2 separate regions of the Hordeum vulgare genome follow, and region 1 is linked to region 2. A link is a contact called in public Hi-C data. All regions are on one chromosome and are shown on one strand. The core of a region is the stretch at or near the end of the contact, and the rest is flanking DNA. Distances in the headings are between cores, read along the strand shown. Region 1 holds the start of LOC123404808 (growth-regulating factor 4-like). Region 2 has its middle 240 kb from the start of LOC123404808.

Region 1 (5,769 bases), core at 809-3,308, 240 kb after region 2:
AGACTCTGCGAAGACAGACCACAAATGTGTTGTGCATCATCCATTTTCATCTTAATACCACGGACAGCAGTCCGTGCTTGAAACTTAGCCTGCGCCAAAGCCAAGTGAAATACCCTGCACAGCAGTGGAGGTTCCACCTGAGCAGAGATCTATCGTAGGGGCCGACTGTCCCCGGGTTCCCAATCTAAAATCTGATCCCAGAAAGTAAGCAGAAGCAGAGATCTAAAGGCTAAACGCAGCAGAAAATGTGTTGCAGTGCAGAGAGTAAAAAAGTTTCAGTTATACTAGATGCAATGCATATCGCGCTTGTTGCAGGCGGAGCACTGTGCATGGGAACAAAATGGGACGCAGAAATTAGAGGACCAAAGGTATCTATCTTGGCTTGGCCGTCTCCAATCAGTTGGAGGCAGGCATGATGACACCGTTAAAAAGACAGGGGCTACTGTGTGGCATGGAGAAATGTCATGAGCAGTGCAGTGCTCACCTGAAATCTTTGCATGTTCCGCCGCCGCCGAGAGCCGCGTAGGGAGCCATGTGCGGCTGAGGGGGCCCCAACGCGGAGGAGAAGGTGCTGGACATGCTGTTCCCCCCGCCTCCACCACCACCGATGGCGGGGTAGAGAGAGTGGCTCTGGAAGCCGGTGGCGAGGGGCGGCACGGCGGAGGCGGCCGGCGGCGGCTGGGAGTGGGGGACGAGCTGCGTTTCCACAGGCTTTCTTGAACGGTTGCGGCCGCGGTGCATGTGGCGCTCGCAATACTTGGAGTCGGAGAAGGCCTCCTTGGCGCACCGCCACTTCTTGCCGTCCGTGCGCCGGCACCGCCCCGGCTCTGGATCCACCTTCTTGCCCCGGAATAATTCACTCCTAACTGCACAAAGCCGGCGAACCCGATCGATCAGGGTAAAGCTGCATACATTCTTCAATCGAAAAACAATGGCGGCTGTTCCATTACTCAGATTTGCAGCATTAATCAAACGGAAAAAACAAAAGGGTTAAGCAGGCGCCGCAAGTCCTGTTGCTTTGGAATCAAACAGTAGCCCTCACCATGTTGTGCTTAGCTAAATCTTGACGAGAGAACCGGTTGGGATTAAAATAAACTCAGCACTTTCTGGTAGCAAATCCGGTGGCTCTCGTCTCGAATCGCGGATCCCGGATTAACAAAAGACCGAACCGAGTTAACAAATGGATGCAAAGTACACCCACGCCTGATCGGATGAATAAACAAAGAAGCAATCGCAAGATTTGCGGTGACGATGGCGGCAAGACAGGAGAAGGGGACGTACTGCCGAGGTAGTTGTGGTAGACGCGGGCGGCGAGGTCTTCGACGCCGCGGCGGATGGGGTGCACGAGATTCGACGGGACGGGAACGCCGGCCACCAGGTACTTGTATATGAGGGCCTGGTGCTCCAGCTCCTTGTACTGCGCTGCCGTGAAGGGCACCGGCCTCGCCAGCCACCCCCCGTCCGCCCGCGCCTTCTCCCCCGCGCCATTGCCGCTGCGCACAACAACACCCCATCGAACCACGTCGGAGGTCAGACACGACACAAGCAAGAAAGAGGAGGGGCAGGAGCCAAGAACCGGGTGGGTGGATGCATGCTTACGCGGAGAAGGGGTAGTAGCGGCAGAAGGGGAGGCGGGAGGCGGTGGCGGTGGCGGTGGCGGCGGGGGAGGAGCGGCGGTCGCGTGCCGGGGAAAGAGAGGCATACGGCATCGCCATCTTTCTCGGCCGGCTGTCTCCCTCGCGCGCACACAACACACAAGCCAAGCTAAGCTAAGCCCCTGTGCTTGCTTGCTTGCTTGCTTCCTCGCTCCCCCGGTGTCTTTAATGGGGTTCCCCGCGGGCTGGCCTCGTTAATGTGCTTTGCTTGGCTTGTGCGCGCGCCTTTATTACCGGCTTTGTCCCTCTCCCCTCTCTCTCTCTCTCTGGCTGCGTCGCTGTCCGCCTCGCTCGCCCGGAGGAGGCGAGAGCCAAGATGGATGGATGGGGGATGTGGACGAGGCCGACACGAGGAGGAGGAGGAGGCTGTGGATCCCAGCTATGCAAATGCAAGCGAGGAGGAGTAGATGACAAGCGCCCCTCCCTCCTCTTTCCATGTCGCTCTAGCGTAGCCGTACCAGGCTACTACGGCTAGTACGTATTTCTCCTCTCTTTTTCTCGTGGGGAGGAATGGATATGTATCATGGATGCGATGCGATGCAGGCACTGTAGCGAGTGGTGACAACTGTTGCATGGAAGAGAGAGAGGGGTGTTGCGGTTACCAATGCCGACTTTTAAAACCCGTCCGTGAGAGCTAGCTTCAACCGGACAACTTCATCCGTGTCCGTTTAGCTCGTCACGACAGAAAAGTCGGGTACACGATTCCAAACCACAGCGCGTACGTTTTTCGTTCATCCTTGATCCATTATATGTCCAAATTTATGTTGTAGACATACATACGGATTTATATAGACATAATTTAAAGAGATTTCACTAATGAACTACATACGGATGTATATAGACATAATTTAGAGTGTAGATTCACTCATTTTGTTCCGTATGTAGACTTCTAGTGAAATATCTTAAAAAACTTATATTTAGGAATGGAGGGAGTATATATATATATATATGGTCGCGCTATTCGTCACCCTGGGTGAGGAATAGTTATTCTTCACCCCTCCTCTATTTTAACACCAATGCACCGTAATTTTACGCTACGTAAATTTTGTCTTATTTTATACGTAAAAAGAGACCGTAAAAAAGTATAATCAATGTAAAAATATTTTATGTTCCGTAAATTACGGCCATACAGAAATAGTGCAAAAAATACAATAAACTCAAAAAAAATTGGTCTTGTGACCTACATTTTTGTTTTTCTTTTGTTAAATTTTACGTAGTGGTTCAATATAAACGTAAACATTTGTATTTTAAATGTAATTTATTTGTAAATTGATCGTAAGATTATCTCAGGTGAAGAATAAAGTATTCTGCATCTTGGATGATGAATAGAGTTTATATATATAAACTACTAGTTGAGCGTTCGTGCGTTGCCACGGAACGAAACAATTTGTAAGGGCAATAAGTCATTAAATAGTTTTTCTGTGACAAGCGCAAATGCTCAAACTATCTCTCGCTACACGGTCATCTCCTGTTAAACTCTGCCAAATTTCCGTCATCCCTCGTGGTTCTCCACATCAATGATTACATGGAGCATTCAGTTTGTCGTACAGGTAATAGACCAAACTATAACTATAGCGACATACAACGTGGATAATAAAAGTTGACAGCAACACTAAGCACCTCATGTTAACATGGATAATGAAGGTTTAGACATTCGACGACAATGTCTATTACTACCCTTTAAGATTTGGTAATAGGTGCCGTGATAAATCAAAAGTTTGAAATCATGCCCACATTCTCAAACCACGAATTATTACTTCCTGTTGCATAACTCTCGGGCGTGAGAAAAGAACATAATTATTTACTTAATTACCTTTTTTCAATGATTGCATTGCATCATGTCCATCAATCAAATATAAGAAAATACCATGCAGCATACCATAGAGCCATTTATTAGTTCACAGGAAGATGCCTAACGGAGATTAAGCTTAGTTATATGCAACAAAGATCACTAAACGAAATGAGTCATTGATACTATATGGCAAAATATATGGCTTTATTTCATGGAAATTGCTTTTGGAGGCCAAGTTCCATGAGGCCTCCAAATGCAAAAATCAAATTTTGTGAACATTGGTATTTTTACATTTCAGAAAAAATTGAAAAACAATACATAGATAGACAAAGGTATAATGCGCAAGTGTGTAAATTTCCAGAACTAAATACGTTGAAATGAGTGTTGTGCAAAAAAGACAAATATGAGGCTTTTTAACACATGATACTATTCATCTTTTCAGACCATGAATTTTTCTTCGCCTATCGGCATGACCATCCTCGATCAATCTTTGAGTATATATATGTTATTATGATTATCCATATATGTATGTATGTTAGCAACTCTCAGACTTGTGGCAAGCAGTAAAGGCGTAGGTCGCCGCCACGGCGGGCAAAGGAGCATTCGGAATGCTGCACGGCAAGGTCGGCGAAGGAGGCACGTCCGACGAGCATCTCGTCCCGGAGCACATCAAGGCCAACGAAGGAGACGTGTGCGGCAAGGATCTCGTCGCGGAGCTCGCCGAGGCGCATGGCGACATCTGCGCGCGTGGTGGTGAAGATGACCCGAGACCCTTGTGTGACACCCGCACAGTCTCCTCCCCTGTCGACGTCGACTCCATCTCTTCCTTCCTCCGATTGGCTCCATTAGATCGAGCACATCAACCAGCAGAGGAGTATCGACGAGTAGCGGAGCACGGAAGAGGGCTCGTGATGGCGATTTTTATGGAGAGAATGGATCATTGCCATTTTTTGGGAGAGGCTCAGCGGTTGGCGGCGGCGAACATGCGGGTTATATTTTAGCGATGGGACACTCCCGATAGAGACAAAGTGGTAGGGGATTGGCGAGTTTCGTTAGCATTTTGTAAGTGCAGTTTTAGATCATTAGATTAGGTATCAAACAATTGATATGTTTAGTTAGATCTGCCCTTTAGTAATAGACTTGATTGTCCGTGCGTTGCCACAAGAGATATAAAAATAATAATGATATCGATCAATTCATTGCACCATTCAATGTTTGATTTGCTTATTTTGTTTCAAAATAATAGAATTTAACGATCAAAGAACTGTTTTTCTTAAAAAACATGTGTCAAACATGATAACATTTAGTTTATATTGATATATGAGAGTAGTTGTCTCTCTGGCACCTATCCTCCTCAATCTTCATTCTCATCGCCGTGTTTAATCTCTCCTTTTAAATTATTATTTTTCAACAGTTTATATTTTTGTAGTCTCTTTTTTTGCAAATAATCAAGTGAATAAATAGAGAGGAATAACTTCCCCTCAACCTTGATTCTCATCACTGTGTTTAATGTCTCCCTTTAAATTCTTATTTTTCAACCGTGTATATTTTTTATCAACTCAAGAGATTTTTCAACAGGTGAGAGCTTAGTGCGGTTCTCACAATGATGTGAGTATCAGGGTGTAGCGCCACTGATCACACAGTAGAAAGATGGTGCATTAGGCGAGCAGATGTGCGGTCAATCTTAGCAGGAGGGTTGTCGAAAGTGTTGTTGTACTGCAGTCACAACTTGGTTCACCTACAGAGAGGACACGCGGCAACCGGAGAAAATATCATGCAAGCAGGCGGCGCCCTTGAGTAACTGGAGCAACCATGGCAGCACCTTTGCAAAATATGAAGCATGACGCAAGGAAGCTTTGCTCAAAAAATAGATTCAGTTGTTGCAAAATGCATGAAACCAAACTATGTCCCTTGCTACAAATTCAAATAGAACAAAATAGAGATTGTATGAAAAAAAAGTACAGTTAAACATAACTATGATGTATTCATGTAAAATAGGATGATAACGATCTAAAGAAAACGATGGTCATCATAGATGATGTCTCGCCTTTAAACACAATGCAGAAATACAATTTGTTCTAAGAAAAACTAAAACATAAAATATTTAAAACATCTGTGTGATGTTTTCCTTGACAAACGAATATGATTAGGAAGCAATGTGGACAAACAAATATCATGTTTTCCATTTATTTATTTCAATTCATTGATGGAAAGTACATACCTGGAGTTATGCGTGCCTCGCTCGCACCAAGGGAAAGGCATGTCCGTGGGCTCTGTCCACCAAACTCCACGGGCAGCATAAAGGATGGAACAGTTAGCAGT
Region 2 (6,060 bases), core at 2,636-5,135:
AAGCATGTTTTATATGATCATTGTGGTAGAGATAGTAATCAAGTAGCGCATGAACTAGCTAAGTTAGCTAAATCTTCCCCCCTGGATGTTGGATGGACTCAGCTCCTCCAGAGATCATCCCAGCTATTGTAAACGATATGACTACCCTTACTGCTGAATAAAGTGGGAAGAAGGTATAAAAAAACTCGAGGAAATGAATGAAAACTTATTTTTTGGGAGATGCTTCCGGAAGTTATGAGTCTGGTATGGCCTAGGCTATTTTTATGAGTAAGGCACTTATGGATGAAAAAATATAAATTGGATCTGGTTCTATGGATATAGTTAGATTTGAAGGGAACTGGAGCCATAAAATGGTCATGAAGCTCATTTGAAAACATTTTCCAAAGGTAGGCAAATGAAGTTGCTCATCAGATGGCTAACAATTTTTACGGCAAGGAAACTTAGTGTTGTTGGGCCATGAACCTTCGGGCTTTATCTTGAGCAAATCTACAAACTATTTAGTGTTGACTTGTTGTATATTCAAGCAATTTTCCATATAGTTTAATCCAGAAATGTGATAGATTAACCATGATGAACATGAAAAAAAAAACATGATGATCAAAAGAAAACAATTCTACGCATAGTGGACATGTAATCATATAGATATGATGAAAGCAACATGCCTAGATCAATTGAACAGTACTAATGATCCATACGCAATCCCTAAGTGAAGGGATAAGAACACATATGGTGCAGTGGATGAAAAGGCATTCACAGTCGCGGAACCATCACCGGCAAGTAGCAACACTCACAATCATAGTACCATCGCCCTCGAGTACCATCACTCGCCGACTCACCTGCACCCCCATACCTAAACCGTATGTGGGCCGGATACGGAGACGCCCGGATGCATCCACCACATCGGATTGGCACATGTGACCGCCAAACACCCATGTGTTTGACTTGCATCTCCTCCGATTTAGTTGAGAATGCATTCATGTAGCCTCTCTAGCGCGTCGCTGGAGGGACCAAATCCAGCTATTTAAGCCGGATGGTAAGGCAAGCCTATCCATGTCCCCATTCTTAACCCTCCCTTCCATACTGTCATTGCCCCCTCATATCCCTATTCCACTTCGAATCTGACATTACCATCCATCATCCCCATCCGACTGCCGCCATGGTCCGCAGCAAGGCCACCTACAAGTTGCCGAGCGCGGACGATCGTGTAAAGATCCAGGCAAAGATGTGCTCTACGAGGAGCATCGCACGCACACATTATGGTTGGCCTATCTCTGAATAGTTAAGACGAGGAGGTGCCAGAGCAAGAGGATGTGGAGGCGCCAGAGCATGAGGAGATAGAAGAGGCGGAGAAGGAGGAACAGGATAAACCGCCATCGTACGAGGAGAGGTATTCATGTGGGAGCAATCCAAATTCGGGATGGCTCGTGCAGTTCGAGCTTGCCAAAGCAAAGGGGGCTACGAAGGAGAAGGCCATCCTCGAGTCCATCCTTTTCGAGGCGAGGGTGGAGGCAAACCGCCTCTTCTCCCACGAGGCGGATATGGGGCTCGGTGAGACCTTCGCGTCTTAGGAGAGAGAGGAGAAGGTACCCGGTTTCACCTTGCACCAATGACCATGAGGCCGGTGGCTCAGGCACGAACGACATCGGCATATCTGATGACAAGTAGCGTAGTTGCTAGTTTGCTTTTTTGGAAAAGGAGGTTAAAACCCCTGTCCTGTGATGCACACAACCATCTTTATTTATTATTCAATATAGGTCTAACAAAAACATACATAAAGCCATCCTAAGTCACCACTCACACCTACAAAACTCGATAATATGAAGTGCTCTCACTCCTCATATCTAAAATCAGTGCCGTCGCCGATCCATACACGTAATGTATCGGAATCAACACCCGGTGCAGAGCGTACACCACATGCACAAGTTTTAGACGACCTCATCATCATCGAACCGCTAACCCATCTTCACGAGAAAGATCTGCATCATCCTTGCGAGTCCGTCCATCCGTCGACGCCACCACGACGCCCAACGACGCCACTGCCCCACGCTCATCTGTCTAGACGCGAAGATTCTGGAAGATTTGTCGTGTGTAGCACCTATCAACCAGGCATGACACAACGTAGCACCTATCGTCGAGGCATGACTTGACATCTCCACCGAAAGCTTTGTGCAAGACGAATCCACTCCACCTCGTGCCACTCTCTTCCAGCTGTGCTCCACAAACGACGCTCCCGAGAGAGAAAACGAGACCGTGGTATCGCCATTGACCGATCCGGAAGACCAAATCCTAGGATTTCCCTGAGAGCACCACGAGTGGGTCGAGAGTAGTTACACGATGATGCCTTCATCAAGGTAAAGAGGCATAACGCCGCCATCTGATGCCATCGGCTCGGTTTTCACCGGTAACTATGTCTTCCTGACTTGCAGCCGGAATTAGATGTCGGATCTCGAGATTTGACCATCCAGCCTCAGGCCGACCACTTTCGACGGAGGAGATGACCACCACCGTCACTGGCACCGTCCAGATCAGATCTGATTGGAAGCGTCACCGACCAGTCAACCATGGCCATATCTCCTCCTGATACTCCTTCCCAAGAAGCCATCGGAGCAGCACCGAACTGCCAGGAAAAAGGAAGACCGAAGAGAGATCTTGCGCCGCCGGTCTCTCCACACCGTGGGGCTACAGCTCAGATCCCCGCCGTCCCCATCACCGACGACGCTCGGGCTTAGCAGGCGCACGTCTCTCGGAACGGTGAGGTGGACTAGAGGGGGAGGTGGCGGCCCCTGATCGCCTTTATGAGAGCGATACGAGGGAGGCCTCTCACATATAGGGCATCATGTATTTCATTGCTATAAGATCAAGGGAGTTGCTAGTTTGCTAGTGGCTACTTTGTTCTATGTACGTAGATCGTGAATGATGCATGACATTGTGTGAAAATGGGGATCGTAAAATGAAAGTGTGGTTGTGATGTGTGAAATATGAGGGGTGTGTTTAACCGTTCACCTTTTCTAATGTGATTGTAGATGCCCTAACCTACTCACGAGAGGAAGGGAGACGGTCGTCCGTCAGGGAAAGGAAAGCAACAGTCGTGATTGGTTAAGTTTCATCTTTCACTAGCATCATAGGACTAAAATTTTCATGCCTTTGTTATGCATGGATGGGCTATATGGGCTTTCAAATTCACCCTAAGAATTAATTGGAAATAATAATCGGCCAGTCCTTATAATTTCAACATGTAGCCATTATTAGATGTGAAATAAAGCATGCCATATGGCCTTTCATAAAAAAAATTGGTACATGTGTCAGAAAATCACGCGCTCAGTTCTTTCAGTTTCTCACCGAACCAAGGTAGGACTATCAATTACCCCTGTTCACTTTTCTTGAGTGAATATTTATGTATTCATATTCATTGACTGATTTTTCTTAGCAACACATTCATTGACTGCTTAACGTTTGGTCCGATCTTTTGGCCTTTACCATGGCAAAGTGGGCCAATAATGGACTGGACCAACAATAAAGGTTAACTCCTGTAATAAAGAAACAACAGAAGGTAACAGTTTGGGTGGCCCCTTCGCGCATTTCTTTTGTTTACGAAATGACTCTCGCGACAAAGAGAGTTATTTCGTAAAAAAAAAGCGAAATGACTCTCGCTTCATTCTTACATACACAGTTGTCATTCATACATACACATATCTACACAGTCTTCTACAACTAATCTACCAAGGCATACATACTGAAAAACCATCACAAGGCGCCAATGTGGTCACACGTAGCGACGTACACGCGCACAGTCTCCACACGCGCCGGAGGGTACACAGACCCACTTCGTCCGCTGCCTACACAACAAGCCAATACGAGCGCAAAAGTATCGAGTCACAGGCAGCTCACAGGAGTCACAACAAAACCCGTGAGATCATTGCAGAATCAGCACCTCGCTTGTCCTGTACCGCGCAGCGCCAAGGGGCGCCGATGTCGACAGGATCCTAGCATATACATAGTACTCCCTTCGATCGGAAATACTTGTCCTAAAAATATACAAAATAAATGTATTTATAACTAAAATAAGTGTAGATATATATCTATTTTTAGAACAATTATTTTCGGACAGAGGGAGTAGATAGTACAACCACGTACGTACCCCCGAGCGCACGCGGCCTATTTTTCACCCCTTCCTGCAGCTGCACCCATCCATCCGTCCATCACAAGGGGTACATGGGGTGACCACCGTCCCACTTGAATCGGGACGAGGCAGCGACACTTCGTCGTAGCGTAGCTGGATGCCACCGCGTCCTCGCCCCCTTGCGTTGAACCAGATCCAGCTTCTTGCGCGAGAAATGGCATGCACTGTACCACGGATGCACGATCTGTTTTCCGGGACCGAGCGTGGTTTTATAGTCAGCAACGCCCAAAACATACGCAGACAGGACAGGAGCCTAACACAGGACCAGCCCCAGTATCCGATCAGGTCCCCGTTCCTACAACCAAGACCGCTGGTACTGGTTGTACTCCCTCTCTTTCTTCCTCTTTTTTGGCAGTTGTTCATTCACTCTGTTATTAACTTCGCCGCAAGATGCGAAGCCGGCCGTGCAAGCGAAACGGCATCGCCACAAAGAAGTGGAGTCACGTGCGGCGGCCGACGTTCTCATGTGCGCTGCCCCGGCCGGAGGTGCAACGCGACCGGACGCACGGCAAAGGCGACGCCCGAAACCCACCGTGCCGATCGGCGCCACGAGTGACGGTGCTTCCCCGCGCGGAGCAGCGAAAAGGACGGTACGAGGTGGCACGCCTCCTTTGCACCGGCTCGGGGTGGCGGTGGGGGCATCGCATCCGGCAACGCTTAGCTCGCACGACACATGCCGCCGCCGGAGCAGCACGGGGAGGGAGGAGAGACACGGGGTGGTGGTGGCGCCTCGGGTGGCCCCGCACACCGCACGCACAGCCTGTTGCTCATCCACCAACTTAGGAGGCTCAAGCTCTGCGCCAGTGCAGATCCAGCCCCAGCCCCAGCCCCCAGCCCCCAGCCGGCCGGTTGTTGCGCTGCAACCGCTGCTGCTGGTACTCTGATTATTGCTCCATTTCCCGAAGCCAACAAGTAAGATCGTCCCCCGCAACAACAAAAAAAAGTAAGGGCGTACAGTCGACGTCTCAAAACCTGGTCACTGACCGATAAAAAATAATCTGATTTGGACAAATGCCGCAAACTGGTAGTTGCCCGACCCTCTTTATATCGAGTTTAAATATGGAACAGATATAGTGTGTTCCGGACGTGTTCGGTATGTCGGTTCAAGACAACCCATCCGAATCCACATATATTCCATCTCATTCAATTTTCGTACCAAAGCCTAGCCGCTCCCCTTCAGTCCATCCCGTCATCCAAGCCCGTGTTTGGCGATCTCCGGTCTTCTCCGACATGACTCGCAACGGAAGAATCTGAGTCTTACACCTTCAGGTCCGTTGACCCCGAGCTCATCCCGCACGACCCTAACGAGGAGATAACCGTCCGGCTTGCGCTCCGCCGCTCCCGGTAAGAGGTCGCCCGACGGCAACGCCTGGACTTTTGTCACTCGAAATCCATTGTGTCCGCCCAAATGGAGCATGGATCCGGCGCGAGGTGTGCAACCGTTGCCTCACGGGAGGCGGTGTGGGCCGTCTGGCGTCCGAGCGACCTGGCGGATGTGCAACCCCTTTGTTGGCGCTCCTAGACGGAGGGGAACACTTGGGCATCGTCAGAGACGAATATGGAGCGACGTGCCCGCTGTGCGAGGTAGCGGGCGCGGGAGACGCGGCAACCCTTGCGACGGTGGACGTTAGCGAGGCGGAGTCGCATTCTCCGACAACTAGTATGGTCCATCAGCGCGAGCGCCGCAACCGCGTCGTGTTGGACGTTGTCGGCTCCTCCGAGGACGGGTCCATCATTGACCTCACGTCCACCAACATGTGAGGGTTTCCGGCTCCGACGAGGAAGAGCAGGGCATGGGAGACGACGATGCGTGGGCGGGTGTGTGTGTCCCATATCCTACTCCACCTAGCCGGCAATCAGACCAACAACCCGAGGGATGC

The links. Hi-C and Micro-C count contacts between places; a contact is called where the count stands out from the background.
Region 1: a Hi-C map of leaf shows a contact between it and region 2, with 3 times the contacts expected there. The contact joins the promoter of LOC123404808 here to the enhancer-like site in region 2. A contact is called at or near these places in 2 of 6 Hi-C or Micro-C datasets (leaf and seedling) and 1 of 1 datasets of contacts at active chromatin or transcription factors (embryo).

The regions. Positions count from the first base shown.
Region 1 is chr6H:459,670,751-459,676,519 of MorexV3_pseudomolecules_assembly, forward strand. LOC123404808 (growth-regulating factor 4-like) reads right to left here and starts at 2,059. Exons shown (of 5, transcript XM_045098756.1): 1 at 1,600-2,059; 2 at 1,275-1,493; 3 at 1,043-1,053; 4 at 485-866. The coding sequence starts at 1,715.
Region 2 is chr6H:459,425,791-459,431,850 of MorexV3_pseudomolecules_assembly, forward strand. No RefSeq gene overlaps it. Among protein-coding and RNA genes, the nearest start is that of LOC123404808, 240 kb to the right of the region's middle. Within about 2 kb of position 3,886, at least 3 of the 3 cell types and tissues checked have open chromatin away from gene starts, as enhancers often do. A contact at or near this core is called in leaf and seedling, where this site is marked.